Regions from separate parts of the Gossypium arboreum genome. Here region 2 is linked to region 1. The links are chromatin contacts, called in public Hi-C maps. All regions are on one chromosome and are shown on one strand. Each heading gives the region's core, a stretch centred on a gene start, on an enhancer-like site or on the middle of the called end of the contact. The rest is flanking DNA. Distances are from core to core; before and after follow the strand shown. Region 1 holds the start of LOC108489589 (coatomer subunit delta-like). Region 2 holds the start of LOC108486521 (T-complex protein 1 subunit eta).

Region 1 (3,845 bases), core at 989-3,488:
GCGAAAAGCCAGAGAAACAAATCAAAATCCAAGGCATGTGGTGGCATACTATTGTGACTAACCTTTAGGCTTAGTAGAGAAGGCATCGAGATCAGTGGTAATCCCACCAAACCCAGAACCACTTCCAAAGCCGCTTGCGCTGCTAGAAATACTCAGTTCACTAAAGCTAGTTTCTATTCTTCCAGATCCCATTGACATGAACCCTCCTTTTTCAGATCTATTCTTATCAATCTGCAGAACACGACAGAAATTAATAGAGTACATACCAGAAAAGATTGATTAGCACAAGAGCCAAGAACATTGCAAAACAAGAACCTTGCTCTTGTCAATCTCACTAGCTTTACGCTTCATGACATCCTTAGTTTCATTAATCTTGCTCTGCAATACCAGCTTGTGCAACTTCTCTTCATGACTCTCCATTTCACAGTATTGCTTAACCTGTGCGACAGTCACATTTTCCTTGTGCCCAAGACAAATGACTTCATCAAAAGCAAAGATCAGTTCAAAAGCAGTCTTGCCAATACCCTCCTCATCTAGAGAGTAAGAATACTCAGTTACCTAGAAAAAGTACAACAAATCAAGTAAATGCTCTGTTCTACTTGGCTCAGACAAGGATATTACAGAAAGGCTAAAAACTGCAAATGCCTCAAGTAATAGATACAAATGTGCCAAGGAATGAGAAGCTGAAAACATACAGGTAAAGGAACCACTCCGCAAACAAGTCAACTTCCAACTACATTATCTATTATGTTCAAAGATTAAATAAGACAGGAAAGAAATCAAAGAGAAGTTAAAGCATACCAGCTTGGAGAGCAGTCTTAAAGTCTCCAAATCTTCAAGAATGTTGCTCTGTTTGTTTGTTACAAGAAGCAAATAAAGAGCTTCTATTGGTTGATAAACATATCGCACATTCTCAGTCTCAACATATGTGTGTTGCTTTCCTGTACCCACCAACTTAGGAAAAGCAGCAAGAAGACCTTCAATTCTTATGCGAGTCATGTCCACAAACTGCCTGGAGAGAAGCACTGCAATAAGAACAAATAAAGCACATGTAACACAACCGAATTTTGAACTTCAACAACTTATTACAACAGCACAAGAAAAACAACTACAATGAGCCAACATGAAAGTCACCTTTTCCAGACTTGCTTACAATTGAAGCAGCAAGTACAACCTAAATCACAAAAACAAAAGGTAAAATCAGAAGTACTTCGGTCTATGCTTTTTATTACCTTTAATAAGGAGGGAATGAATTACAAGAAAACAAAGCATAAGAGACAACACTAGGAGCAGTGCTTACCAGAAAATGCTGGACATTAAAAAAAACATAGACAAAACCATAGAAGAGAGAATTTCAACAACAATGGCAATGCTCGTACAGATAAAGTTAACAGATGGGAATGAAGCAAAAAGCAAATCATTCAAGAAAACAAAACATGGACCTTGTAATATCTTCAGTTTCTCCAAAATGAGTTTATAGTTTATTTAATACATATATATTTAAAAAGAACTGAAATCTATTTAAATGTATACTTCTACTAAAAAGAACGAGTGAAAAATGAAAATAAAGAACAGATCTTACCATCTTGGTTACCAAGAAGCAATCTACCCAGACAATATCAATTTGAAGCTTTTATCAGAATACCTATTAAACAATGAAAATCAATTTAGGATAAAGGCGATCACAAATAAGCAGCGGGAATCAGGATAAAATAAATGGAAACGGCTAGAAACGATCTATAATATAACAGTAAATCTGAAAACAGAAAAAAGCGAATCAGTATATCTAAGTCTGCAAAGAGATCGACCACCTCAGATCTGTACATCAACATGCATATAAATTCAAATACCGATAACACAATTACAGTGTTTGACAGAATAAAATGCGAATGGTAGAGGAATCACCGAGAGAAACAACAGAAGGACTGAATACAGCATTTCCGATTTAAAAGCGTTTGAAACGTAAAAGGCAATGAAATCGAAGGGAAAAAAAAATCAGATCTGACAATTTTACCCTCTAAATGCCCAACTGAGGTTGCGGAATTTAGAGATCTGAGATGGAGCTTACCTCGATCTAGTTTGTACTCTGGAGATCAATTCGTTAAGAACTCAAAGGCGAAGAAGGTACTGATGCGCTCGAGCATTATATCTGCGTTGCGGTAGATCCGTCGTTTAATATTCGGACCAACTTTGGATTGTCCGGCCCGATCCCTGAGGCCCAACGTGCTGCATTCTCGGGTTTTTTATAGCCTAAACTCAAAAATATTCATTTATGTTTGTTTAATTTTACATTTTGGTTTTCGATGTTTTAATTGTTACAATTTTATCACATAGCACATTAAACGTAGACATGGATTTAATTTTTTTTTAATTTTTTTATTATAGGCCCTGTCACTTATGTATTTTTTTCCCCTTCTCTTTTCTCATTTCTTCTTTTTTTTTTCTCTCCCACGTTTTTAATTTTTTTCCAATATTTCTTTTATTTTTTCACTTTCTCTTTTCTTTCTTCTTTTCTTCTCCCTTTCCGTCTTTTATCTTCCTCACTCAACCTGTTTAATAAAACTTTATTCCATTTAATGAAAGTGCACTCCCTCCTAAACAACAATATCAACTTCAGAAACAAATATAAAAAATACTACAGTTAAGCACATAACATATCTTTTGCAATTGATATATCAATGCCTAAAACTAGAAAAAGTTTCCACATATCATTGTCAAATAACTCATTCTATAAATTTAAACGACATAAATATAATTGAGAAGAAAACTATAACTTGTTAACATAATTGAAACAATGGGTACCTGTAGTTGGAATGAAAAAAAAAATTAACGCAATTTTGATAACGTTAATAACCGTATCGTAATAAATAAAACATCAATAATCAAAATATAAACTTAAACAAATATAAATAACTATTTTTATAGTTTACCAAAATTAATACATCATTTCTCTAAAATGGGTCCTCAAATAATGAAAAGACTAGATATATATTTATTTTAAATTATTTCTTACGTCTTAAAATTTCTTATGAAATTAAAACATAAAAATCATAAATTAAAGAGTAAATTACATAAATAGTCACTTGATTATTAAAAATATTTTTATTAAATTATCCGATTTTAAAAATTATAAAATGACCAATTAATTTATCTTTCTAATTTTTAAGTCTAAAACTGTTAAATGCATAACAGTTACTTATTTTTTAACATTTACTTTTATTACACATTATTTTTATGTTAAATAATAATTAAAAATTATTAATCCAAATTACCTAACCTCCTCCTCTCCCCTCCCTCCTGACTCCTCCCCCAAAAAAAAAAAAAAAGAAAAAAAAACGTGCCAACATTCATAATCCTCCACCCAACTAGTAACCTACAATCATTCAATCCCAAAAATTCCAAAGCCTTGCTTTTAGAATCTACTGCAATCACTGTAAACACATCATTAAAAACATCAACCCGTGCTCCTTTTTTCTCAATCAAACAATTGAAAAAACAAAAACCGATTATTTATATTTTCCAATCTTAACCTCCCTGAACAACTCTACCCCTACCCTTTAAGGAAAAAAAAAAGAAAGAAAGAAAAGATGTTAAAGATGAGACTAGCATCAACACCAAGAACATGAAACTAAGTATGGGTGGCCATGTTTCCCATGGATGTTAAATATGTGAAATCAACAAAGCAAAATCAATACGAAGAACGGGCAATGTGTGGCACGATGGGAGGAGAGGGACGGTGGGGAGAGGGAGTCAGAAGAGGGAGGAGAGGGACAGGGTGGGGTGGGATGGGGTGATTTGGATTAATAATCTTTTTAATTATTATATGACATGGAAATGATGTGTAT
Region 2 (3,845 bases), core at 760-3,259, 690 kb after region 1:
GCCATAATCAAAATAGATTAATATAACTTCTAGTTCCTGAACTTGGTAATTAAGTCCACTTTGGTACTAGTACAATCTTTTTTGGTCCACTTTGGTACTTGCTCTTGGCAAATGTAAAAGTTTGATGATGTGGCACTATGATCATCAAACTTTTACATTTGCCAAGTGCAAGGACCAAAATGGACCTAGTTGCCAAGTTCAGTACCAAAGTGGACCCAATTGCCAGGTTCACAGACTAAAAGTTACATTAACCCATTAAAATAAAATGGTGTCCTAATTGTAATATGGATTTTTACAAGCTAGCCTTCTTATCCTTTGATATGAAGGCTACCTTCCAATGTGCAGTTCTAAAAGCTATCACAAATTTTAACTTTTTTTTCTCCAAAAGTTAACTTCCCCGGATTTTGGACCTTATACAAGGTTCTCCAAAAGAATAGGCTAAAATTGATGCCGCCTCATTTCCTAAAGATACCACTGCAAAACTTAGATTAACATGATAGTAAAAAATCAATGGATGAGAATCTACGTGTAAAGAACAGTCTAGTGCTACACTCAGCTAGAACAGTAACATAGTTCAATATAACATGCACTGGATTGAAAGTGTATCATTTTGCAGATATCAGAAAATATATGATCCTTCCTCAAAGATCAAAGCATAAATATCAGAAAAGGGGGAAAAAGGCTAAAAAGGTTGAAAACTAAACATAGAAAATAATAGTCTAACTTATGGGATAGGGAACTCTCTGGAAGATCCAGTACAAATATCAGAAAAAGGAATAGGTTAAAAAGGTTGAAAATGGGGCATCAAAAATAGGAGTCTACCTTCTTAATTCCAATCATATTCAACCTATCATCATTGCCAATAGCGATAACAGCATCCACAACCATTGATGCAAAGAAATCCTTTTCCCCGCCAATGAGTTTCGAAGAGAGAGTTGTTGCAGCACATTTAGCTAATAAGCTTTTCTTCTCTTCTAGACTTTTGCCCTCTATGCTAACAGCTAGTTCTTTGATCTTCTCAATAGCCTGTCCATTGAATACAACATGCAGCATAAAATAGAAGCATAAAGATCATAGCAACATCTAAACCATGATAAGAGGGGGAAAACACACAAACTCACCAAATAGCAAGCAGTTCGATAGCTCCGAATTAGATTTTGAGGGTGGACTCCATCCTCAACAAAAGGCTTAGCCTCTTTTAAAAACTCTCCTGCTAGTAGTACAACAGTTGTAGTTCCATCACCAACCTGCAAACCTCACACCAAAAAGAAGCTCTCTAAATCATCTAAATGCAATGAATAAATACTGGATCTTGATAACGTCAATTTCATTTACGAGATTAGTTACGTCGAACAGACTAAAAAATTAAAATCTCAGTTCGGTAATGGAAAACGTGGAACTATTAAACCATACTTTAACTGAAATTTGAGAAAAGTTCCGGAACCAGAAATAGAAAGGAGGGAGAAGGTGACCTCGGAGTCCTGAGACTTGGCGATATCGACGAGGATCTTTGCGGCGGGATGGACAATATCGAGAAGCTTCATGATGGTAGCCCCGTCGTTGGAAATGGTGACGTTCCCCTTGTCGTCGTGAATGAGCTTGTCCATACCCCTGGGACCCAAGGTTGTTCTAACCACGTCAGCGACGGCGGTGCAAGCGTTTATGTTGCTCACTAGCTGCGCCTTGCCCTGGGACGTATCGGTCCCTTCTTTTAAAAGAATGATTTGCGGTTGCTGAGAACAGGGGAAAACAAAAAGAGAAACAGATTAGTAGCAGTTCACAAAAAAAAAAAAGAAGAAGATGCAAGATACTAACAAAAAGCACGTATGAAATGAGGGAGAAGGAGTGTAAAGTTACCAGCATGGCTGCCATTGTTGCTAGGGTTTTGCTTGCTGGTTTTAGGGGAAGAAATGAGCAAAGCGTGAGAGTGAGGGAGAATGTTCTGGTTTTGTTCGCAAGTATTTCTTCGGTATTCTAGGGGTTTATGTTGTAAGTTTGAGAATGGGAGGGCTGAAATGAAATTAATTTCAAATTGGACTCCACATTGGGCCCGGAATTTATGAAATTACTAGAACTACCCTTTCAATTCTTTTGAATGAGTGGATATCTTTCCATTTTGGTTTAGTCCACGACTTGAAATATAAATTATACATTTTTACCTAAATTATATTAGGTTACTCAATTAACTTCAAAAAGTTAACATGCGTGAACAAAATTTTCGAACCAATTATAACTTCACATGTCATATGCAATTAAAAAGTTCTTAAAATTCTTTCATCTTCCTTTCCTTATTACATTATTTCCTTCTTTTTTCTTTTTCTTTTTTTCTTTTTGTCCTTCTTCTCATTTCTTTCTTCTTCCCAAAAATTCCAAATGACTCTCTTCCGGTAAAAGAATACCACAAAATCAAGCCTTATATTTATATCTTAATTTATATTTTTAGTCCATTTATTAAAAAAAGATAAACTGATTTTTGTATGTTAGATGAGAGTAAAATAGTTCCTTCCTGTTTTAGGTAAAAAGACTTTTCTAGTCCCTCTCAATTTTAAAATTAATCAAATTAGTGCCTCTCAAAAAAATTTGGAGTAATTTATTCCTTGTCAGTTTCAGAAATGAGCAAGTATGGACAATTAATCACGTCGAAAATGTCTTCCATCAATTGTACATAAATTTGTTTCGTATAATAACAAATTTAGAATTTTGAACTTAATTCTAAAAATACAACAAATTTAGCCTCAACATTCACAGATTTATACAAATGTTGCGGGATAAAATTGTTAAATTAGGACCAAATTGATGAAATGAATAAACGTTGATGGTTACTTTTGTTATTACACTATTTAAAATCATGTACAATTGATGGAAAAAATTAACGTCATGATTAATTATCTTTAATTGCTCACTTTCTAAATTGACAGAGATTAAATTGCTTTGATTTTTTTCGAGAGATTGTGGCGCCCCAAATCCGGTGGGACAATCTAACCTGAATCTAAAACGTCACATTAGTCACTGAGGTGACTCAAAACACATCACAATATTTACACGCATAAATAATTTTTTCCTACTTATCTGATCGATAACGAAAGTCATAAACATGCAATTAGGTCATACATAATCATGAATAAACAAACAAACTTAGTTACATGCTTTAACTAACATAAATCATTCAAATTGTAGTGAGGGCAAAATCATTATTTCACATCTAGTATTTGAACACACATATAACAACAATCTTAGAAATACATTTTAGTTCTAGAATCTTTTTAGAAACATTGTTGAAAGAATCAATTAAATCCAATTGACAATTCTCCGTTAATTTTAAAAACAAGTGTTTTAGGGACCAAATTGAAAGAGTGAAAAAATATTGGAAATAACTATATTACAAAATTATCTTTGAATTTATGAAATTATACATCTAAATCTTAGGTATGTATATTTTCAAAACATTTTAAAACCTTTTTGGAATCCAATTGCATTACTTGAAACTTAGGACTAAATTGTAATGTAAAAAAACAAACCATGAACGAATAGTGTCACGTTGTGACGACGCGATCACTACGTCGCAATGTGATCTTAAGGAGGCCCCTCGTCTCGACGATGGAACTTAGGGCATCTTGATGCCAATCCCTTGTCGCAATAACATTCGAATGTCGTCGCGACGTCGCCTACAATTTCTGTAGAAATAGCCCTGTAATTTCTAACTTTGGTCACTCCCAAACATACCATTTCGTGCATTTTGGCCTATTTCTCATTTCTAAAAAGTCATATTTCTTACAAACACCATTTAGAACATGCTTAAACATACCATAATGCACGATAGCATAATTTAGCATTTCAAATCCGCA

The links. Hi-C and Micro-C count contacts between places; a contact is called where the count stands out from the background.
Region 2: a Hi-C map of leaf shows a contact between it and region 1, with 3 times the contacts expected there. The contact joins the promoter of LOC108486521 here to the promoter of LOC108489589 in region 1. A contact is called at or near these places in 2 of 5 Hi-C or Micro-C datasets (both in leaf).

Annotation. Positions count from the first base shown.
Region 1 is chr11:89,332,826-89,336,670 of ASM2569848v2, forward strand. LOC108489589 (coatomer subunit delta-like) reads right to left here and starts at 2,239. Exons shown (of 11, transcript XM_053021735.1): 1 at 2,069-2,239; 2 at 1,583-1,645; 3 at 802-1,025; 4 at 316-558; 5 at 63-231. The coding sequence starts at 999.
Region 2 is chr11:90,026,339-90,030,183 of ASM2569848v2, forward strand. LOC108486521 (T-complex protein 1 subunit eta) reads right to left here and starts at 2,010. Exons shown (of 14, transcript XM_017790615.2): 1 at 1,858-2,010; 2 at 1,473-1,733; 3 at 1,122-1,247; 4 at 823-1,026. The coding sequence starts at 1,872.